Regions from separate parts of the Mus musculus genome. Here regions 1, 2, 3, 4, 5 and 6 are each linked to region 7. A link is a contact called in public promoter capture Hi-C data. All regions are on one chromosome and are shown on one strand. The core of a region is the stretch at or near the end of the contact, and the rest is flanking DNA. Distances in the headings are between cores, read along the strand shown.

What was found. Promoter capture Hi-C pulls out the DNA fragments that hold promoters and counts their contacts. Capture Hi-C pulls out chosen DNA fragments and counts their contacts.
Region 1: a contact with region 7 is called in a promoter capture Hi-C map of liver, with 3 times the contacts expected there. The contact joins the enhancer-like site here to the promoter of Rdh12 in region 7. A contact is called at or near these places in 4 of 39 promoter capture datasets (cranial neural crest, hippocampal neurons, liver and 1 more), 1 of 115 datasets of contacts at active chromatin or transcription factors (large pre-B cells) and 2 of 9 other capture datasets (macrophages and pancreatic islet).
Region 2: a promoter capture Hi-C map of second pharyngeal arch cranial neural crest shows a contact between it and region 7. The contact joins the promoter of Exd2 here to the promoter of Rdh12 in region 7. A contact is called at or near these places in 10 of 39 promoter capture datasets (the C10 cell line, the HPC-7 cell line, cranial neural crest and 6 more) and 2 of 9 other capture datasets (liver and macrophages).
Region 3: a promoter capture Hi-C map of pre-B cells shows a contact between it and region 7, with 4 times the contacts expected there. The contact joins the enhancer-like site here to the promoter of Rdh12 in region 7. A contact is called at or near these places in 10 of 39 promoter capture datasets (the 3T3-L1 cell line, the C10 cell line, the HPC-7 cell line and 5 more) and 1 of 115 datasets of contacts at active chromatin or transcription factors (large pre-B cells).
Region 4: a contact with region 7 is called in a promoter capture Hi-C map of liver, with 4 times the contacts expected there. The contact joins the promoter of Ccdc177 here to the promoter of Rdh12 in region 7. A contact is called at or near these places in 5 of 39 promoter capture datasets (the C10 cell line, frontonasal cranial neural crest, hippocampal neurons and 1 more) and 1 of 9 other capture datasets (liver).
Region 5: a promoter capture Hi-C map of liver shows a contact between it and region 7, with 5 times the contacts expected there. The contact joins the enhancer-like site here to the promoter of Rdh12 in region 7. A contact is called at or near these places in 8 of 39 promoter capture datasets (the 3T3-L1 cell line, cranial neural crest, frontonasal cranial neural crest and 4 more).
Region 6: a promoter capture Hi-C map of adipose tissue shows a contact between it and region 7, with 3 times the contacts expected there. The contact joins the promoter of Slc39a9 here to the promoter of Rdh12 in region 7. A contact is called at or near these places in 8 of 39 promoter capture datasets (the 3T3-L1 cell line, 3T3-L1-derived adipocytes, cranial neural crest and 3 more), 1 of 115 datasets of contacts at active chromatin or transcription factors (embryonic limb bud) and 2 of 9 other capture datasets (adipose tissue and liver).

Annotation. Positions count from the first base shown.
Region 1 is chr12:80,359,527-80,362,628 of GRCm38.p6, reverse strand. All of the region lies in intron 7 of Dcaf5 (DDB1 and CUL4 associated factor 5), which reads left to right. Among named protein-coding and RNA genes, the nearest start is that of Mir1843a, 31 kb to the left of the region's middle. Within about 2 kb of position 1,733, at least 37 of the 459 cell types and tissues checked have an H3K27ac peak or open chromatin away from gene starts, as enhancers often do.
Region 2 is chr12:80,461,815-80,464,863 of GRCm38.p6, reverse strand. Exd2 (exonuclease 3'-5' domain containing 2) reads right to left here and starts at 1,769. Exons shown (of 9, transcript NM_133798.3): 1 at 1,584-1,769.
Region 3 is chr12:80,378,266-80,381,225 of GRCm38.p6, reverse strand. All of the region lies in intron 5 of Dcaf5 (DDB1 and CUL4 associated factor 5), which reads left to right. Among named protein-coding and RNA genes, the nearest start is that of Mir1843a, 12 kb to the left of the region's middle. Within about 2 kb of position 1,300, at least 137 of the 459 cell types and tissues checked have an H3K27ac peak or open chromatin away from gene starts, as enhancers often do.
Region 4 is chr12:80,759,167-80,762,251 of GRCm38.p6, reverse strand. It overlaps Ccdc177 (coiled-coil domain containing 177), which reads left to right and starts at 1,537. Exons shown (of 2, transcript NM_001008423.2): 1 at 1,537-1,855; 2 at 2,726-3,085. The coding sequence starts at 2,754.
Region 5 is chr12:80,614,052-80,617,412 of GRCm38.p6, reverse strand. No RefSeq gene overlaps it. Among named protein-coding and RNA genes, the nearest start is that of Gm23817, 7.2 kb to the left of the region's middle. Within about 2 kb of position 1,327, at least 28 of the 459 cell types and tissues checked have an H3K27ac peak or open chromatin away from gene starts, as enhancers often do.
Region 6 is chr12:80,642,377-80,645,503 of GRCm38.p6, reverse strand. Slc39a9 (solute carrier family 39 (zinc transporter), member 9) reads right to left here and starts at 1,289. Exons shown (of 7, transcript NM_026244.2): 1 at 528-1,289. The coding sequence starts at 623. Erh (ERH mRNA splicing and mitosis factor) reads left to right here and starts at 1,393. Exons shown (of 4, transcript NM_007951.4): 1 at 1,393-1,740. The coding sequence starts at 1,738.
Region 7 is chr12:79,207,650-79,210,697 of GRCm38.p6, reverse strand. It overlaps Rdh12 (retinol dehydrogenase 12), which reads right to left and starts at 1,785. Exons shown (of 7, transcript NM_030017.4): 1 at 1,590-1,785. The coding sequence starts at 1,657.

The sequences.
Region 1 (3,102 bases), core at 484-2,983, 1.2 Mb before region 7:
TAAACTAAAGGAGGGCTTCTCTGAGGATGGGCAGGTGTGTTTCTTGATGTTTGATAACCCCAGACATCAAATAGCCATTTCTGTATCTGCTCCAGCTATATTCTGACTAAGGCCTATAGTTTTCCATACATTTGGAACATTTAAGTTTTCAACCTAATTTTGAAAAGGTTTATTCATCATATTGAATTGTGTTTTGCCTTCATATTTATCTGGTCTGTGCACCACATGTGTGTTTAATGGTCATGGAAATCAGAAGAGGGCACCAGAGGTCCAGGAACTGGAGTTACAGATGGCTGTGAGTCTTGTAGGTGCTGGGATCAAATTTGGGTCCTCTGCAAGAGCAACAGTACTCTTAACTGTTGGGCAATCTCTCCAGCCCCTCAAATCTCATTTTTAAAATAATGGCATCCTCACCTATTTAATGTTGCCTACTGCTATCCTCACCTATTTAATGTTACCTACTGCCACAAAAATTTATTTGAGGGCAGCTCAATTTAGCTGTCTGCAGTGGGTGATACATGGATGGCATCAAACTGGAACATGGCCATCAGAAACATAGCAGAGGACTTTGCCTTGTGTGACACACATGTCTAGTGCTCTGAGCTGAGGCATTTTTGGCTTTGTGTGTTGTTGAGTGAATAACATCACTACCAAACTCTAAACGAGGTGTGGGTGTGGTGTGTTCAGGTGCTGTGGTCTAGTTGCTAAATAAGTTATAAGCACTTCCCTTGTGGAATTTGGAAGTGTGGAGAAGCAGCTCCTCCTCAAGCACAGCCAGATGTGGCAACAGTCAGCCAGATGTGGCAACAGTCAGCCAGATGTGGCAACAGTCAGCCAGATGTGGCAACAGTCAGCCAGATGTGGCAAGCAGAACAGACTCTGTTGAAGTTTATTCTGGCTCAGGCTTCCTACCTCCACAGATCACACCTTCATGTTTAATTGTATATTTTACCTGACTTGCAGTGTTTTTGATTGTTAAGCCACTATAATGTTTAGAAACAGTAGAAAGTAGATTTCCCTTTCCCTTTCAGGAATGCTTCTCTGCCATATTTTCACATTGGTATAAAGAAAAATGGGGACTAGCAACAGAATGGGAGGATTTTTTTAATTAGATTTGTTGGTTTTTTTTGTTTTGTTTTGTTTTGGTTGGTTGGGTTTTGGTTGTTGTTTGTTTTGGTTTTGGGGTATCCCCCTAAGTCCCTTGTGTACTGCCTTAGGCTTGAGCCTCTTAGTCTGCCATGGCTACAATACCAGAATAACACAAACTGAATTAAAAGATAGATTGTGGCGCATGCTTTTAATCCCAGCATTGGGGCGTGGGGGTGGGCAATGTTCAATGCCAGCCTGGTCTACATAGCAAGTTCAAGACAGCCAGGGCTATGTAAAGAGACCCTATTCCAAAATAAATAAATAAACAGAAAACCCGTAAATGTAGTCCCTCATATCTCTGAAAGCTAAAAGGTCAAAGAGCCACCCATAGATTGTGCTTCTCTCTCTGACTTGAAGAGATGGTCTTCTTCCTTGGTCCCCATTTCCTCTATGCAATACACCCCTGATAATTTTCCTCTTATAAGATAGCTCTCACATCCCCTTTGAGCTATTCTTCAGAGATGGATTCTTTTATAGTTCCTCGAAGAACTGAGGTTGGCTATCATTTCTTTCTCTCTGAGTCTGTCCTGTCAGTTAATCCAACTAGGGGATTCCAAAGATGTAGTCAGACTGGGCCAAGGAAGTGTGCTATGGTGGTGAAACAGAAAGCACACCCTGGGCCAGGGGCACAACTTTAATTTCCAGTACTGGGAGGCAAAGGCAGGTGGATCCCTGTGAATTCCAGATCAAACAGAATTAAATTATGAGACCCTATCTTAAAAATAAATAATGAGGAAGTACGTCAAGTGTCAGGTAAGCTGTTAGAGGCCACAGACCCCACATCTACTACAGTTATACTTGAGCTGGCCAGAAGCCATCATTTCTACACTGGGTTTCTCTGTTTGCAAGGGCAGGGTCATATGGTTTCCCTCTTGTTGGTCTCAGGAGCTGGTAGTTGAGGGCTTTGCTCTCTCTGTATGTCTTCCAGCATTACATCATGTCACAGAAAGTCATTTCCTTTCATCATCATCTTGGTCTGCATGTAACGAAAGTACGTTTCGCAGTTATTTTTAGTAAGCCTGCCTCTCTCGGGAGTCTAGCCTTGCCACCAGTACTCTGAGACCCCCCACGTTCTCTCTCATGTGTGAGCTTCCCTCTTCTGGCCAGCTGCCTCCTTTTTCTCTACTTCTACTATTCTTATAATTAAATTATTTTTATTAAAGTAATTTTAATTGTGTAATTTTTAAATCAAATAATTATTTAGAACTTAAGACAAGACAGCCTTCTCTACTTCACCCTATGACAGCTTACAGCTTATTATTTGTTCATTTAGTTGTTTAATTTCTTTTGTTATGTTTTGGAGGAGGGTTGGGTTTTGTTTTGTTTTTTAAAACAAGAGTTTCTCTGTGTAGCCCTAGCTGTCTTGGAACTGGATGTGTAGACCAGACTAGCCTCAAATTCAGAGATCTGGGATTAAAGGCATGTGCCACCACTGCTCAGTTTATTGGTTTAGTTTTAGACAGGATATTACTGTCTGCTTTCTAGCCTGCTAGTACTGGCTGGCCTAGAACTTGCTATTTATCTTAAGTCTTTTACACAGAAGCTATTTGATGGACAGTTAAAATACTACTATAACTGCCAGCAAAGTGGCTCAGCTGACAATGGCCTAAGGCCTGATTTTAATCCCCAGATCACATAGGATAATAGGAGACAGATTTGTCTTCTGACCCCTCTACCCAGAGTGTTGTGAGAAGAGTGAGCCCATACCCATTCACACACATACACACATTGAGTAAGCTCACACCCATTTATACACACACACACTCACACACATAAGAGTAAGCCCACATGGGCTGGAGAGATGGCTCAGCTCTTCCAGAGGTCCTGAGTTCAATTCCCAGCAACCACATGGTGGCTTACAACCATCTGTAATGGGGATCCGATGCCCTCTTCTGGTGTGTCTGAAGATAGCAACAGTGAACTCACATAACATGAAATAAATAAATAAAATCT
Region 2 (3,049 bases), core at 520-3,019, 1.3 Mb before region 7:
CCTCTGAACCTGTAAGCCAGCCCCAATCAAATGTTGTTTTTATAAGACTTGCCTTGGTCATGGTGTCTGTTCACAGCAGTAAAACCCTAACTAAGACAGTGACAAACCTCGAACACTCAGCTCTAAATGTGGTGCCTCCCATCAAACCCTTCCCCTCAGGGCTTAGGGACCCCACACCCCAAAGAGGAGGTGGAAAGAGTGTAAGAGCCACAGGGGATGAAGGACACTAAAAAACAAGACCCTCTACATGAACTCAACAAAGCTCATAGGAACTCATGAGAGGCTGGGGCTTCATGCCCAGGGCCCACGCAGGAGTTCAACAGGTCCTCCACTAAGTTACAGCTTCCAGTTTAGTGTTTTTATGGGATCCCTGAGGATTCAAACAAGCAGGTCTCTGACTCGTATGTCTTCTCTTGGTGTCTTTGCTGTTTGTCTTGTCCAATTTTGATTTGATGGTTTTATTTAGCTTATATTTTATTTTGTTCGATTTTATTATAACCCCTTAGAAGCCTGTTTGTTTTCTAATTGAGACAGAAAGGGAGTGGATTCGGATGGGAAGGGAGGTGGGGAGGAACTGGAAGGGGTGGAGGAAGTGGATACCACAGTCGGAATATATTATGTGAAGAGAAAAAGATGTATTTTCAACAAAATAATTCAACAGCACCAGCTACTTTTCCAGAGGACGCAAATTCAGCTCCTAGCACACTCCCTCCCACCAGGCAGCTCACAGGCGGCTGCAACTCCGGCTCCAAATAACGCACACACATAAACAAAAATAAATCTTGACTTAATCCCAGCACTTGGCAGAGGCCAACAGATCCCTGAGTTCCAGGCCAGAAAGGGCTACATAGCGAGAGACCCTCCCCCTCCCCACTACTCCAGTTCTTTAAAAAAGAAAAAAAAAAAAAGAAAAAAAGAAAAAAAAGTTACTAAAAACAAAACAGTTCTGTGTTTCTAAGGAATGGTTACATAAGGGAATTTGCGTCCAATCGTGTACCAAAGCTTATAAATACTTGAGTTGTCTGAATTTTGGTGAACAGCTGTCCATTTTTAATAAATAAGATTTAAAGTTCTAGTTTGATCTGCCCCGCCAAAAAAAAAAAGCCAAAGCCAAAGGTGAAAAGCCAAAGCCAGAGGTGGTGCCCAGCAAATCGACGGGCGGCGAGCGATGTGGCCCCGCAGGTCCCGGGTGGGGCGGGTCCCCCGAAGCCCGGAGGAACCCCGGCGGGGGCTGCTTTTTAACTGACGAGGTCAGAAAGCCTTGAAGGGTTGGTGGATGCTCCTGACGAGGAGACGGGCGGATGGAAAGGGGCGGCCCGGGAAGGCTTGGGGACCAATGGCGGGACGAGTCCTCCCCGAACCTGAGGGCTCAACCGCCCACACCGAGAGTGAGGGGCCAAGAGGCCGCGCCTCAGGGCGGGGAGAGGGGCAGTGCCAACAACGCCTGGGCACCTCTGCAGCCCAACAGTCGCCCACGCGCAAAGTGGTCCCTTCAGCATCACCACCCTCTCGAGCCGCGCTGGAAACCCCTCTGCCTGCCACACAACCCCAGAGAGGACTTTGCCAACCCGAGCTTCCCTTACCTGCGGCCTCCAGCCTCGACCGAACACCTGCGGCACCCCACGCTGACAAGCTGGAACCCCCGCGGCGGTCTGGGCGCACCCACCCGGATGCATAAAAGCCGTAGCCACTTCCGGCCCAGTGGCTGGCCAGGAGGATACAACCCCCGTGGTGTGTGCCTATGGGCCGCGCCATTTTGTACGGAAGCCGCTAGGGCAGCATTTCCTCCCCAGGTTCTCGGTTAAAGGATGGGGAAGGAGGGTTATAATTGCGAAGACTTAATGTCTTCAGAAAAGTGGTGTTTTCTGAGATGCCGCTTCGTCTTTTGGTTTTGGCTTTGAAGGAAGAAGCCTATTGAACTTTCGCTCACAAATGCAACACAGGACATTTTTTCTCTTTTACCCAGGGTAGCGTTTCTCCACTACATTAATTTTCTTATTTTTTTTCCATTTTTTTATTAGGTATTTAGCTCATTTACATTTCCAATGCTATACCAAAAGTCCCCCATACCCACCCACCCCCATTAATTTTCTTATATTCGAGCGGGAAAATAAGGAAACTGTTTACAGAATGTGCTCTTCATTCGCGTTATATATTATAGCCATTAATCTCTCTCTCTCTCTCTCTCTCTCTCTCTCTCTCTCTCTCTCTCTCTCTCTCTCTCTCTCTCTCTCTCTCTCCCTCTCTCTCTCTCTCTCTCTCTCTCTCTCTCTCTCTCTCTCTCTCTCCCCTCTCCCCATCTCCCTCTCTCTCCCTCCCTCTCCCTCTCTCCCTCTCCCCTCTCGTACATGTCTGAAGATGCCAGAAGAGGGCGTTGAGCCCCTGGAAAAGATTTATAGAGCCGGCGTGGATTTCTGAGTTCGAGGCCAGCCTGGTCTACAGAGTGAGTTCCAGAACAGCCAGAGCTACACAGAGAAACCCTGTCTCAAAAAACCAAAAAAAAAAAAAAGAAAGAAAGAAAAGAAAAGGAAAAAAAATTATAGAAAGTGTTGAGCTATTGTGTGGGGGCTGTTAATTGAACCTGGGTCCTCCAGAAGAGCAACCAGTGCTCTTTACTGTTGTCATCTCTCCTGGTCCCTATATCCTCATAACAACCACAATATTGTCTATATATGAAACCATTCATTCAGGATTGATTTTTTTTTTAAGGGGGTTAAAGCAGGGTGTTGTGTAGCACAATCTGGCTCTCAACTCTCAAAATGTGAGCAAAGGTGACCTTAGATTCCTGATCTTCCAGCTTCCATCTCCCAAGTGTTAGGATTACAGGCAGGCTTGGGCCACCACACCCCGTTTATGCAGTGGTGGGGATCTAGACCTCAGGCTACAATGATAAATTTGAGGTAAGCCTGGGTTACACGAAACGCTATCTCAAAAAGGAAGGAGTTTTGTTTTGTTTATAAATTTTCATCTTTTTCTGTCCACTCAAGAAGCTTAGAGGCTGGTTGGAAACATCCACAGTAGCACTTGAGCACACACACATACAATGTGA
Region 3 (2,960 bases), core at 51-2,550, 1.2 Mb before region 7:
TCCTGGACAGCCAAACAGCCAAGGCTACACAGAGAAACCTTGTCTCAGGGGGCTTGGGGAGGCGGTGGGAAGAAAGCCTTTTCTCTTGGCAAAATAGATCATTCCTTATTCTCACTATAAATGGCCAGCTGCATAAACTCCTGCTGAGATGTATCCATCCATTCTTCTGGAAGGAATCACATTTTGTTCTCTACGATGTACTCCTAACTACATCAGGTTCTTGTGCACTCTCCTTGGTTGAAAGATTAATCTTCTTACCCAGAAATGCAGGAAGAAGAAAAGTTACTGGAGCCACACTCCTGCACTCTAACCAAATTATAAATGCCAGGTCAAGGATCTTGGGTGGGGATAGAATAGACCCGTGGGCCAGTGATGGGCAGGCTCCTCTTCAGGCCTGACTGGAATGGACAGAGAGGATAACTATTAACTGATGAGAAGGGAGTTTAGCAGAGGCCCCTGCTTCCTGTCAGGGACTTGAGCTGATGTCAACCCTGCTGCTGTGCTGTGCTGTGCTGTGCTGTGCTGTGCTGTGCTGTGCTGTGCTGTACTGTGCTGCGCTGTGCTCTTGTGCTGTGCTGTGCTGTGCTCTTGTGCTGTGCTGCGCTGTGCTCTTGTGCTGTGCTGCGCTGTGCTCTTGTGCTGTGCTGCGCTGTGCTCTTGTGCTGTGCTGGGCTGGGCTGGGCTGGGCTGGGCTGCGCTGCGCTGCGCTGCGCTGTGCTGCTCTGTGCTCTTGTGCTGTGCTGTGCTGTGCTGCGCTGTGCTCTTGTGCTGTGCTGTGCTGCGCTGCGCTGTGCTGCGCTGCGCTGCGTTGTGCTGTGCTGTGCTCTTGTGCTGTGCTGTGCTGTGTGTGCTGTGCTCTTGTGCTGTGCTGGGCTGTGCTGTGCTGTGCTGCGCTGCGCTGGCTGTGCTCTTGTGCTGTGCTGTGCTGTGTGTGCTGTGCTGGGCTGTGCTGTGCTGCGCTGCGCTGTGCTGGCTGTGCTCTTGTTCTGTGCTGTGCTGTGCTGTGCTGTGCTGTGCTGTGCTTGGCTGTGCTCTTGTGCTGGGCTGTGCTGTTCTGGGCTGTTCTGGGCTGGGCTGTGCTGTTCTGGGCTGTGCTGGGCTGTGCTGGGCTCTGCTGGGCTCTGCTGGGCTCTGCTGGGCTGGCTGTGCTGGCCAAGTTTGTTTCTGTTGAGTCTTGTTCCACCCCTCACCCACCCTCAGTTCCACAGATTCTGGCTGAGTTGCAAGCTCCATGCTGACTGTAGATTGAAAGCCTTTCATTGTTTTTGAACTCAGTGTTTAGATAGCACCGCATGCCTGTGGTGGCCAGGGCTCCCTATAAAGGAAATGCCTGGGCTCCAGCTGCCCAGTCCTTTCATTCTCTGTGTATGAGTGAGTGAGTGTGGCTTGTATTCAAGACATTATAAGATCATTTATTTCTTTGCTGGGTTTATCATTTGGGGACTTGGGATTCTAGACTCCTCCTTGGTACTTGGAGTTCTGGGGATGGTTTTTGTCTTTGCTGTCTTCCATCCATTCCACCCAGGAGGATGGCACGATGTTTTATCCAAACCTTGTTTCTGCACACAGCCGCAGTACCACAGCATTCCTCCCTTGGTGAGAAGATTGCTTTGGGAGGGTAAAGTAGGCATGGCTGCGGCTGGTGTTGGCAGGTTGTGTTTATGACCATGCCAGGTTGGCAGCTGCTCCTGCATGAACGTTTTCAGGGCCATTCTTCCTGTAGGTCATCTTCAGGCAAGTCAGGACCTCATCAGCAAAAGAAGTCATTTAGAAGCATACTGTATGTCTTAGTTAGGCTTTTACTGCCATGAACAGACACCATGACCAAGGCCACTCTTATAAGGACAGTATTTAATTGGGGCTGGCTTACAGGTTCAGAGGTTCAGTCCACTATCATCAATGCGGGTGCATGGCAGCATCCAGGCAGGCATGGTGCAGGAGGAGCTGAGAGTTCTACATCTTCATCTGAAGACTGCTAGTGGGAGACTGGCTTCCAGGCAGCTAGGATGAGGATCTTAAACCCACAGTGACACATGACTCCCAACAAAGCCACACCTACTCCAACAGGGCTACACATTCTAATACTGCCATTCCCTGGGTAGAGCATATGCAAACATCACACTTCATGACTTTAAAAATGTTATAAACATTATGAAACTACAGAAAAAATAATGCAATAAGAACATATAACCGCTTAGTAAAGCTATACAAATGATACTCACATAGCCTGACTTCAGTGAATCAGAGATATAAAAGAGAACATGGTTGTGGCATGGGTAACCACCCCTCTGTGAGATAAGGCCCAGGTAATCAAGAATTCTGTTGAGGGACTGGGGAGACGGCTCAGTTATGAGCACTTGGAAGGGCTGGAGAGATGGCTCAGAGGTTAAGAGCTGTTGCAAACTTGGGCTTGAGATTCCCAGCATCTCTCTGGTGGCTGTCATTAACCCCAGTTCCAAGAGATCCAGTGCCCTCTTCTGGCCACCAGACTTATGCATGGTGCACAGACATATACATAGACATTCACATATACACATAAAACACACACTACACTATAGCATAATAAGTGAACCAGAATATACTGTATGTCTTAGTTAGGCTTTTACTGCCATGAACAGACACCATGACCAAAGCCACTCTTATAAGGACAGTATTTAATTGGGGCTGGCTTACAGGTTCAGAGGTTCAGTCCACTATCATCAATGCAGGTGCATGGCAGCATCCAGGCAGGCATGGTGCAGGAGGAGCTGAGAGTTCTACATCTTCATCTGAAGACTGCTAGTGGGAGACTGGCTTCCAGGGACGCTAGATAAATGAGAGTACATGAATAAATTTAAGATATTTCAAAGCTGAATATACACTTGGGAACTGAAAAGCTGGAAGCAAGCGCTGGTGAGATGGCTCAGTAGGTAAGGGCATTGCTTCCAAGCCTGACAACCCGAGTTGGATCTCTGGAACAC
Region 4 (3,085 bases), core at 288-2,787, 1.6 Mb before region 7:
TACACACTCCAGAATCACCAGAGGTGAAACCACCCACAATGGGCAGGCACCCCCTCATCAATCGCTAATTAAGAAAATGCAAGTCTTGCCTTCAGAGTAGTCTGGGGGTGCATTTTCTCAGTTGAGGTCACCTCTTCTTAAATGACTCTAGCATGTGTCAAGTGGACAGAAAACTAGCCATCACAGGGACCTTACATAGATGGTGACATCCTCGATCTAGTTCCAGTCCAGACCTCTAGTATGACTTAACCAGCCACCTGTTGGATGGTCCTACTCTAATGACGGAGAGGGGCAACTGCCCATAACTGGCATTCCATACCAGCTAATCTTCCCTCCTGGATCCACGCTTTCCGTGTCTGTCTGTCTGTCTGTCTGTCTGTCTGTCTGTCTCAGCATCCCACTGCTCCAGGCAGCCATCCTTGATCCCTCACTTCACACACTAGAGCCAAGCTTTGAGTGTGGTTCCTTCCACTGTATTTACAAACCCCCACCTTCCTCCTTTCCTACCACCGCTCCCTTTCTGGTTCCAACATTCCCTGTGCTGGGTACCTGCAGTGCCTCCCCAACTGCTTCCTTAGTCTCTTGGGCCTTGCCCTGTTGTTGCTAGAGTTATGTTCCTAAAAAGTCTATCTGCGGCATTATTTCCTTGTTCAAAACCTTCCCTTTCCAAAACAAAACAAAACAAAACAAAACAAAACAAAACAAAAACTTTACTTTCCCCTCATGGTTTCCTTTGTTTGCTTGTTTAGTTTCTCTGTGTAGCCCTGGCTGTCCTGGAACTCTGTAGCTCAGGCTGGTCTTGAACTCACAGAGCTCCACCTGCCTCTGCCTCCTGAGTGCTGGGATCAAAGGCGGGCATCACCACCAACCAGCCCTTCGGATTCTTTAGCATCATAGTTCACCACACTCTCTAATGCTACACCTCCCCCCCCCCCCCATTCCTTGGAGGATTCTAATCTGGGATGTCTTTGGCCACTACCACTCACGATGGAAGGGTAGGATGAGGTGTCATCAAAAAGCACTCATTACATGGCATCGATCAGGATCAGTCTCATCGTATGAAACTAGCGACTCGGAAGCAGCATCCGCTGGTCACTTGTGTTCTGCCGCCTGAACCCGTGTGTTTTTGTCGACTGTTTTTAGTTATTTAGGTGAGCAAACAAGGTAATGGCAATTTCATAATGTGGCATCATTCTTTGTTCTCATTCGTTCTCCCATCTTAGCTTTCCTTAAATAAATAAAAATCACTATTTGGACCAGGTGCCCTCTTTCTACCCAATTACTTGCTGACTTGTTGGTCTGCTTAAGATCCCTTTGAGAAATATACTGATTCCTTCATTGTACCCGCCTAAGGTGCCCAAAGACTAGATTTCTGGTGATAACTGCTATGTCCACATCTCTCTGTATTACGTATGTATGCATGCATTCATTTATATGCATACATGTGTAGTTACTGTATTTTTAATTGCTTTGTCGTCCTCTAAGCAAAGAAATGAATACCCTTAAGTGGCCACCAGGAGGCGCCAGGAGCAGCGAGAGACCTGCGGTACCTTGGCGGTAGAGGTGGAGATGGATGCAGAGGCGAGGGAAGAACCCAGCTTCCTTTTTTAAGAATCAGTTGTGAGCAAGGGAGCAGAGCTACGTTATTTTAGGGAGACTTTGTCGCACTCCCCCTCCCCCGGGTAGGTAGCGTCTGGGATGTGTGCTCCCAGTTCGTAGTCTCCCATGGAGAGACGCTGGCTGCTGCAGCCGGCAGTAACCCGACCCCGCCGGCGCAGGGACTGAAGAGGCGCCGGGGAGAGCAGCGAGAGGCGAACAAAAGCCCTCGGCAAGGGGGCCGGAGCCCGGACCTGGGGTAAGTGAACCCGCTCGGAGACCTAGCAGCTCCCAGAATGGAGCGGCAGGGTTTACGGCGCTCTAAGAGCCCACTCCCCTGAGATGCGGTGCGGAAACTGGTGAGCATCAGCGGCTGATGTCTGAGTCCACCATACTGGGGTTGATGGTACCTTTAACTACACATTCGGCCTTGGAGATCGGGTGCATCTGGGAGGATTCAGGTGCCTTGTGCATCTTGAGCAAACACCGGGTGGGGGCTGGAGGAAGAGGAAGGCAGAGAGCTCCCAGCAAGCCCCGCTGGAGAGGCTGGAGAAAGAATCCATCACTCCACTCGGAGAAGCCTTTGGAGACTCTTTTCAGCCCTTCCATCTCCCGGGGGCCCTGCGCTCCGGGTCCTTTTGGTAGAGAGAAATCAACCATAAACTTCTTCCTAGGCAACTGGGGCCCTCGCAGCAATGCACTTTGGCATGCACAGGCCCCTTCCCCTTTTGTGTTCTTGCAAAGCTGCATCCCAGCAGCCCGCCTAAGCTACAAACAAATAGCTAATCCTCCGGGGAATCCTCCAGCGCCTCCCTCGCTGGCTGCAGCCTTCCTTGCACTTCAATCTTTGCAGGAAGGGGATGCAGCTAGTGGGCCTCACGCCAATGTGGTCTCCTGAAAGGCCCTGCATTCTAGGTCTGAGGGAGACTGAGGCTGCTGTCTAAGGCCCAGCGTCCCCCCACCGCAACTGCCCAGCCTGAGTTTTTGGGGCATCAGTTTTAGGATTTACGTTCCATCAGGCCCCTGAGCCTAATCTGAAATCGGATTAAGTTGGGAGGGGTAAATATGGCTGAGGAGGGAGGAACAGCTCACAGATCCTCTATGTCCCCCCGCCCCTCTGTCATCTCAGGGACTCCAACAAAGAACGAGGTTCAGCTATGGTGGACCCGGTGCCAGAAGAGGAGAAAGAGGGAGCGGAGCCCGGTGGCTCTGAAGGGGATGAGGCCACAGCGTCCGAGCCCCCCGATGCCCAGGGAGCCCAGCAGCCGGCTGCCTCCTCGGCCTCCGCCTCCGCGGCGGCGCCCCGTAAGGCTGAAGTCCCCTGCGGGGCAGAAGGTGGACGTCGGGAGCAGTCTCCGTTGCTGCACCTCGATCTCTTCAATTTCGCCTGCCCCGAGGCAGAGGGCAGCCGCTACGTCCTGACCAGCCCCCGCTCTCTGGAGGCCTGCGCCCGATGCGCGGTCAAGCCCGTGGAGCTGCTGCCTCGGGC
Region 5 (3,361 bases), core at 78-2,577, 1.4 Mb before region 7:
CAAGGTATCCCTGTGTCCTCTAGTCAGTCACCATCCTCTTGTCACAAATGACCAAACCCCAAACAAGGAAAGGGGCTCCTTTGACTAATGTAGCCAAACTTGTGCCTGAGCGTGGGTGGGGCTGAGGGCCCAGTGGAACCAGGGACTCTAGCCTTTTCACAAAAAGGTTCCCATTTCCCTGAAGCGGCAGTTCACTCTTCCCACAGATCAGCTTCTTCCTCTTGATGAGGAACATGACTGTCCATAGGGTCATCTGATTGTACCATTTGTGTGTGTGTACCTATGTGAATGTTCATGTGTGCATGTACAAGATGCACATGTGAACATGTATGCCTGGAAGCCAGAGGTAGACACTGGATGCCTTTCTCAAGCACTCTCTATTTTTAAATTTTATTTGTTTGTTTATTTATTTATTTACTTACTTATTTTTGAGACAGTGTCTACTATATAGCTTGGGATGTCCTGGAACTCACTATATAAACCAGGATGGCCTTCAACTCACAGAAATCTGCCTGTCTCTGCCTCCTGAGTGCTAGGATTAAAGGATTGTGCCACTGCTCCCAGCTCTGTTTATTTATTCAAAATGTCCTTATTTATTATATATGATGGGAGGGCACTTGTAATTTGGAGGAGTCTGTTCTCCTATCACGAAGGGCCTGAGGATTGAACTCAGGTCATCAAGCTTGGCAGCAGTCGTCTTTACATGGTGAGCCTACGCTATTTTTGAGACAGGGTCTCTCATTGTACCTGGAGCTCAGCAATTCAGGTAGGCTGGCCACCAAACTACAGAGATCATCGCAGCTCCACATCCCTCCCCCAGAATTCTGCACATCACCACTCCTGGCTTTTTAGTGAGTGGTGGGATCTGAACTGAGGTCTTGATGTTTGCACAGCAAGCACTTTACAAACTGAACCATCTCTCCAGCCCAATTCTCCCAACTGGCCATGGTTGGTTGACACCTGTGATGGCAATGGAGAGGTAGAAAATGGAAGGCTCTGAGCTTGGTGCCAACCTGGGCTACCAGTAAGAGACAAAGCAACATTATCACTTTTAAAGATTCATTCAAGCCAGCATGTCTGTGCATGCCTTTAACTCCAACTCTTGAAAGGCAGAGGCAGGTGAGTCTCTGAGTTCAAGGGCTGTCTGGTCTACACACCAAGTTCTGGGACAACCAGAACACACAAAAAAAGGGAGGAGTGAGAGGTAAGAGACCTAAGTGGAGGCCCAGAAACATAAGTTTAAACAAAGAACCATTCCCCAGGGTGAAACCCATCTGGCCAGCTGCAGCTGCTAGGAGTCACCAGTCCTGCTGCATTCTTTTCTACACTCAGGAGATACTGTTTCCTAGCAACCCTCCCACCCAAATGGCCAGGCCAGAACTGTTTGTGGCCTTGGTACCTAAAACAAATCAATCATTTTAAAAGTCAACTTCCCCGTAAACTTTGTACCCAATCATTTAATGTCAAGGCTGAGCAATCCCCAACTCCACCCCTGTTTGCATTGTTTTCCTTTAAAAACCCCTTTCCCTAGACTTCCCTAGACCTCAGGGTGGCTCTCCTATGCTGTTGCATCCGGATAGTTTGTGGCCCAAGCTTTCTCGAGCTTGAATAAAGACTCACGTGCTTGCATTGGAGTTGTGGTTCCTGGTGGTCTCTTTGGGGTTTTTGCAATCTGAGCTCAACAGAGGGAAGTTTGTTTTAAAGACTAGTCAGGTAAAAACAAACAAACAAACAAACAAACAAAAACCTCCTAAGGAAATGTTCTGATTGGCTCACTTCGGGTCACATGGCCTATGAAAGGTGGCTTCATTTTGTCCTAGTTTTAGCTGTTTTGTGTCCTTACCCTACCCAGTCCCTCAGAGCCCATCCTGCTGAACAGAGCATCCTCATGCAGCCACACCCCACTCCCGGAAGTCTATTGTTTTACAACCTAAGACAACTTGTTTAATGAAATGATCTGAAACTTTGGAGACCTGCTGTGATATAGTTGTGGTTTAGGGCTTTATAAACTTCTCTCACTTTGAGGGTCGGTGGAGAGTCCTTTCTGGTATGAGCCTGCTCTCTGACACTGAGAACTAAAAGACTCTTCACTGACTGTCATTTTCCAGTGGGCACATCTGTGTGATGGGCATTCCCTAATACGACCTCCTTAAGGATCCTCATTAAATGGTGGCACACCCTGTGTAAACCCTAATAAGGGTGGATCTGCTAATAAAGTTCTCCTAATAAATAAAGGACATCAGAAGTCATGGAGCCTTCCTCTAGTATTAGGAGTATTAGGAAAGCAATGGCTTCCACCTAAGTGTTCTCTCTCTTATATTGTTTACTCTGGGGCTCCAAGCTGCCATGTTGCAAGACGGCCCTTACGCAGAGGGCCCATGTGAGCAAGCATAGACCCAGATCAACAGCTGGAACTTGAGCACTCAGGGGTTCCTCTGAGGTCACATCAGGTCACTGAGATTTGAAAGAGGAAAAAAAGCCAGCAGGTGGAGTGGTATCTGCTGTGTGAGGGTCCTAACTGTAGTTAAGGAGGGTGCCACCTGGAGTCGGAAAGATCAGCAGAGCAATGGAAGAGAGAGAGTAGCCCAGGATGAGGTTGGGACAGGAGGGGTGTGAACTGAGCACTGTAGAGATCCAATAGGGATGGGATGCGATGCATTCTACCCTGGCACTTATCCTGCCAAGCCTTACATGAATAACTCACCTGGAAAGAGGTGCCCTGGTGGCTCCTATACCTAGGACAGTAGGCATCAAAAGCCAACTCCTGCCCGAGGAGTCGGCCCCACCCCTCCAAGCCACCTCCCTAGTTATGCAGCCCCATCATTCTGCTTTATTTTCTCCATCCACATCTCAGAACAATCCTGTTTGTCTTCTAGGGGGTGCATTGCTTTTTCTGTCCCTCTAGGGTACATGTGTCTGGAAACCAGGGGCCTTTGCCGGTATTGTTTATTGTTGTCTTTGTGCCCAGAATAGTGCTTGGAATGCACTAGGTGGTAAGCATGTATCGTTTTATTTACTTTTCCTACAGGCTTTGAACATCTCTTATGTACCAGGATATAGCAGATGTGCATTCAGCCTGGGGCCTTGCCTCGGGTAGCTTTGCAGGACTGATGCTGAGTAAGAAGGCCCCACACTTGGCTTGATTCTCTATTATTACTTTGAAATTCTCATTCTTGCACATGTATGTGTGGGTGTGTGTGGTGTGCATACCTGTATGTATGCGTGCTTGCATGTATGTGTACATACATGTGTGGGTACACATATTCCCATGTATGTGCATGCAGATGGAGGTAAGAAGTGGATATCCAGTGCCTCTCTTGATTAATCTTCACTTACTTACAAAGCATGTTCTCACTGAATG
Region 6 (3,127 bases), core at 40-2,539, 1.4 Mb before region 7:
TGAAAATAATCTCAGAATATCCATTCCAGCCCTTGGCTTCTTTGAAAGGAAATGATAATAACAACCTACTGTAGCTTTTTTCTCTCACACTGATTGTAGTGCTGACATCCTAAGCTTTTCTCCAAAAACATTCATGATTTTTCTCAGAAATTGTTATACTGATTTCACCTCAGTGAAATAGTAAGTCTCCATTTGGTTTTATCTGATATCTTGATTTCTTGAAACCTCCAGGAATCATCAGAAATGTAACTGTGGTTCCTGTCTCTTGAAAAATGCAGAGCCCCAACTTTTGGTGGTCGTGGGGGTATATAATTTTCAGAGGATTCTGAACACTCCAGGTTCTCCAGTGTATCATCTATCTACCATTCTTGGTTAAGATGTATACGGTTGAACACAAGCTTTGTTTCTACTGTGAAATGTTACATCTTTTCCTTAATGAGACCTTAGAGCTGAGAAACAGCTTCTTTGCAAATATAGCTAGGTCTAGCATCATCCTAACGCTTGGCAGACAATGGAGAACGTCTTACCTCTGAGAAATTAACAGCCAAAGGAATGATTCCGGCCACGTAACATCCCACCAACATTGCCACAGACAGCAGACTAATGGAGAGAAAGTCATCCATTCTGCCCTCCCGTAGTCACCCTCTACCACCAGGCTTTAAGATTCCAGCAGTTTCGAAAGGCGCTTAGGCTGTTTAAACGCGTGGTCTTCCAAGCAAACGGGAATTTGCCCACTTCTTTCAGCCTTGCCACCAGCCGGGGTGTTCTCGAAGCACGCCACTCTCTTAAGAAGCAAGCTCCTTCTGCTGACTCTAGCACCAGAGAAAACTTCGCGCAATCTTAGGTACTCGGTTGCCAGCCACTGAGATTCCGGTCGGTCACAGATGGAGAAATTGTGCTGAAAGAGACCTCAATCGTCGGAATGAGAGTGTCACGACGACCCGCTCCTAGACAAGGCCCCTGGTAGCAGTAGGAAAGAGGGGTAAAGCCAAGTGTCTTCTTCGCACGCTGTACCTGTTCCTAGGGGTGGCACCGCAGGTGATACGCCCCCAGGGAAGGGACCAGCCCACCAGTCCCAGCAAACTACCTTCCGAGTCTAGAGTCGGGCAAGATGTCCTGCAAGTCTCTCACTTGGGTCGGAGGATTCAACAGCAAAGTCGACACGATGCTGTCTCTGCCCTACACCCGGTGCTACCCATGGTACTTCCCTCAGCCAGGCCCTGACCCTGAGTCGCCAATACTACAGCTGCCATGGCCGCCAAGTGGCACCTCTTCATTACTCCCACTTCCGGATTGTCTCACAGCCTCCTCTTTAGCAGGGCACTTCCGGGTTACAACCGACCTATCGGCCAGGTCCTTATATTGCCGCCATTTTTTTAGAAAGGCTTAAAAAAAAGACGACTGGTGTCGCTGTTGTATTCCCCATCACTTTAGCCGCCTGTCAGTTAATTAGAGTACAGAAGGCAGAATCCCGAAACGAACTCTTCTTCCTAAAGCGGAGAAAGAGTCTCTTACCCATCCCGGCGCCCTTAACCAAGATGGCTGAAACAGCGTCAGTATCCACTCTAGAAACCAGAAACGTGTGTCTCTCTATGGTCTGAAAGATTCCTTTTGCGTCGCGCTTTCGACGACTTCCGGCGGCGGCTCTCGCGGGATTGGCTGTTGGCGGCGTTGCGGCTGAGCTCGTGTGCGGCAGCAGAGGTGTTAGCGGCGGCTGCAGCAAGAGCGTTTGGCGCGATGGTGAGTCCTTAGCGGTTGCCGGGGTCCCCAACTTAGAGGGCCACCCCTGCTCGGTACATCTTCCCATCCTTCCCGCCCCTGCCCTTCTAGCGCGAGCGAGGGAGCTGCTCCCCGCCCCCTTCCCCCCGGCTCGCGGGTGGACCCTTCCCCTTCCCGGCGCTGAGCCGCGGGGCCTGCCCGTAGGCCCCGGACCTGATCCTCCTCCCTGCGGCTGCGCGCCTCCCGCCTGATGGTGGGGGGCGAGGTATGCGGTGGGCAGACGATGCCCTCCCTGCCGATCGCTGCCTGGAAGAGGGAGGTGTGGGGTGCCGTTCATTTCTCATCAGATGCACTAGCCGACTGTAGGAACAATGGCCGGGGAACGTGTTAGACGTTTCCTGAAACTGACACACCCGTCACCTTACGGTTCTCCGTAGGTCGGCCTTAGGGGGTCGGATTGGCTTTACAGTGTGCTGCCTCAGCCTGCCCCCTAACCCCCGAACTTCAAAAAAGAAAGTATTTTTCCTTTTTCAGTATCCTTAGTTGCCCTGTTTTGCCAATTTTGTCAGCCTTCGATCTTGTTCTTTCTTATATTCTCCTGGGAGTGGAGCCTGAAAAGAGACTCCAGGGTCCTGGTCCCAAAATCCGGCAGGGAAGGTTTTTGTTTTATTTGTTAAGTTGTGTGTCTGTGCTTGCACGTGAGTACAGGAGCCCTCAGAGGCCAGAAGAGGGAATGAGATCCCCTGGGTCTGGAGTTAGAACAGGCGGTTGTGAGCGGAGGATGTGGGTGCTAGGAACCAAACTCATGCCTTCTGTAAGAGTAGCACGTGCTCTTAACCACTGAGCCATCAACACTCTGGTTGTTGTTTTGCTTTTGGGGATCTTCCTTTTCGGTGTGTGGTGATTTGCCTGCATGTCTTGTGTGCCACTTGCATGCAGTGCCTGCGACAGACAGAAGAGGGCGTCCGATCCCCAGGATTGGAATTACCTGTGATGGTAAGCGACCGTGCGAGTGCAGGGAATTGAAAACCAGTCCCTTGGAAGAGCAGCTCGTGGGCTTAACCACTGAGCCATGTCTCCAGTACTTATGCCCTCTTATTTTTAAGTAAACAAAAGGGAAATATTTGGAGCAGGTGTGTTTATAGTTTTCAAATATTATTTCAAGTTATTCCTTAATTTGCCTAAAATTTTTAAAAATGTGGCAAAGAATGAATAGCTTGTCTAGGATGAGCCATTACAAAAATGCAAATAGGCTTTCATGAGACTAATTTTCTCAACAACAAAAGTACCATTTGAGTAGCTGGCCTTTTATGAGCCCCTACACAACACATCCTGCTTTCTCTGGCTATTAATAACAAACAAAACACTGTTCACATGACTACAGGTTTCTTTTGTTACCAACTTAGAG
Region 7 (3,048 bases), core at 536-3,035:
TGCATGGACCACTTTTTGGTTGGGCAAGGTAGTGGCCAGCTCATAGACAAGAATTGAAAGGTCATGTGTCCAGAAGCTAAAAATAGTCACCTGAGCAAGCAGAGAAAATGCTCCTGAGCCAGGGCCAATGGAGACATTCCTTGTCAGATAAAAACGCTATCAGTCTAATCTCTAGACTTCCACGGGTCAGCTTCCTCCTCTGACCCACATTGGAATCACATGGGTGATACACATTAGAGGACTCAATGGTCCTGAGCCCTATGGCTCCAATAGTTACTATAGGAACTAGCAGATAGCATCTGGGTTGACACATTAACTACTTCCCTCTCAGTTGTCTTTTTTGTTTAGAGAGAGAGCATCCTGAGTGACTTTCTGGCACTTTATTATGGATTTTATTTAGGCCATTGGCACACAGAGAAAGCTTTCTTGTTGAAAACAAGACCAGAGAGTCTAGAATACTTCCTGAACATCACTGGATGGCAGACACTGAGCTAGACACTTTCTATACACTGTCTTTTCTTGATATTTTCTACATGCACTGTCTAGCCTAGGCTAGACTTTCTACACCCAATATTTAGACTAGGCTAGACACTTTTCTACACTCATGAGGTCTATCCCAGGCTTGATTTTCTATACATTTTCTGTCTAGGTTTAAACACTTTCTGCACCCAGTCTACCTCCATGCTAAATAGTTTCTGCACTCACTATCTTTCCACATTTTCCATACATATTATCTTTCCATATGCCATTTATATTAATTTCCCCTGCCATTTCAGTATTACTTCTATATTACAAAAACAAACACACACAAGCAAACAAAAAAAACCTCTGAAGCCCAAAGATGTTTAAGTCATTTCTAAGGGTGGCCGGGACCAAGTATGACACTTTGACACTCTGTCCTCAGTATGCCTATCTAACCTTCCTTTGGGGTGGGGGTGGGGTCAGGTCAGGGGGCAAAGGTTCAAGACAGGGTCTCTCTGTATAGCCCTGGCTGCCCTGGAACTCGCTCTGTAGATCAGTCTGTCCTCTAATTCAGAGTTCTTTCTGCTTCTGCTTCCTGAGTGCTCGGATTAAAGGCACGTACAACCACACCTGGCTCCTAACCTTTCTAATCATCAACAAAATTTAAAGCCCCCACATAGAATAGCCATTTCTTGGCACCTCCACAAATCCCCAGTGAATCATTTCCAAAACACTTCTTGAGAGAAGTATCAAGGGAAGAGAGTTTGCTTCCTTTCCAGAGTGCCTAAGACTTGACAAGGAGTCCCTTAACGATGAAGTCCCCATGACACTCACCTCATCTAGGGACAGAAAAGAAAAGGAAAGTGTCAGAGAAACCTAAAGGAATCAGAGGAAAGTGCCACAGGACTCATCTACTCCGCCTTCCTCCTTCCTCGGCATCCGAATTCAAATCAGCCCCACCTCCTCCCACCCAGGTGCTTCCTTCTCGTTTTCTGCAGAGGCATCCAGAACCCCTCCTTTCCTGTTTTTAATGTACTAATCTCGCCTCCGCCACCTTCCCTCCTTCTTCTTTTAGAAGTCAAAACCATCTTCGTAAAGTATCTTTGAGTTGCTGGATTAAAACAAACCTGATGGATGGAGCTGTCAGATACAAGATGGAGAGGAAGGACGTAAGCAGTACCAAGATAAACAGCATCTTGTCAACTTTCTTAGTTGCTGCTTCCCACCCTCAACCTAGCCCGAGGATCCTTCTCTGGCTCCAATTCCTGGCAGCTTCTGTTGGTTCTTGGTTCCTCTCACTCTGGGACACTCAGCAACTGGCTGGCTTAAGCAATGCCCAGAATCTTACTTAAATCCGAGAGCCGCCAGAGCACAGCCTCCTGGGAGTTGTAGTCCTAGAGGGGTGGGGCTTAAGGAAAGATTAGGGCTTCACCTTATATTGGCAGTGAGAATTTGGCAATACTGGAGTTCCTCCTCAACACGCTATTTTCAAGATAGAATATGTTACACATTATCAGCAGGCTTCAAAAAAGCCAGGCATAGTGACAACGTCTTATAATCAACGTATTTGGCAGGCTGAAGCAGATGATCACTTGAGTCTGTAGTTCAAGACTGGCCTAAACAACATAATAAACTGTGTCAAAACAAAACCAAACCAAAAAAAACAAAACAAAGAAAAAAGCAAGCATGCGAACAAACAAAAAAAAAATCCTCCAAGTCCTAATGATGCTTGAAATATGTGTGATTAAAAATGGAAGAGAGATAGTAAGAAGGATGGCTAAGTAGGTCAAAGCACTTTCCATGTGAGCTTGTTGGTATGTGTCCAATCCCCAGGATCCATGTAGAAGTCAGATGTGGCAGCTCAGGCCAGAAGAGTGGCTGCCGTCTGTAACCACAGTAGTCCTACTTCAAAATGGAAACTGGAGCTCAAAGGCCAGGTAGCCTCGAGGAAGTGGAACTGCAGGATCAAGAGGTAGGTACGCACAAACCTTGCTTCGAAGACAAAGTAAAAGGAGTGACCTGACTTTTGAAAACTTGTTCTCTAATCTCCATATGCATGTCCCTACAAACCCCAAAGTAAATTAACAGGGCAGGGAAAGTGGCTCAGCAGGTATCAGCAATAGCAAACAGGCACAGTGACCTGAGTTTGGTTCCCAGGTCCCACAGCCAACTCTCCAAGTGACACTGTGACCTCCACACATGCTGAAGCCTGTGCATTCCTGCACTCTCATGTATATATAACCAATTAAATAAGTAAAAGTTAAAAATAAATAAATGGAAGAAATAGGGAGTGGCTGAAGGTCCTGTGGGGCTGGCAATGTGCTGGTCTTTGATCTTCGTGCTAGTACACAGGTGTGCTTACTGTGAACAATCACTGAGTTGGGCGCTTTTGATTTGGGCATTTTGTGTGTGTTCTTTACATTACACTTCAGTGAAGTTGACACACCCAACGACATGTCAAGCAAGAGTAGAGTGTTTAAGTATTCTCGAGCTAGACTCAAATTCCTGACTCAAATCCCAGCTCAGCATCCTTCAAGCTTCAAGGTCCTGGGCAAGTTATTGAGTCTTTCTGCTGCCTCAGTTTAC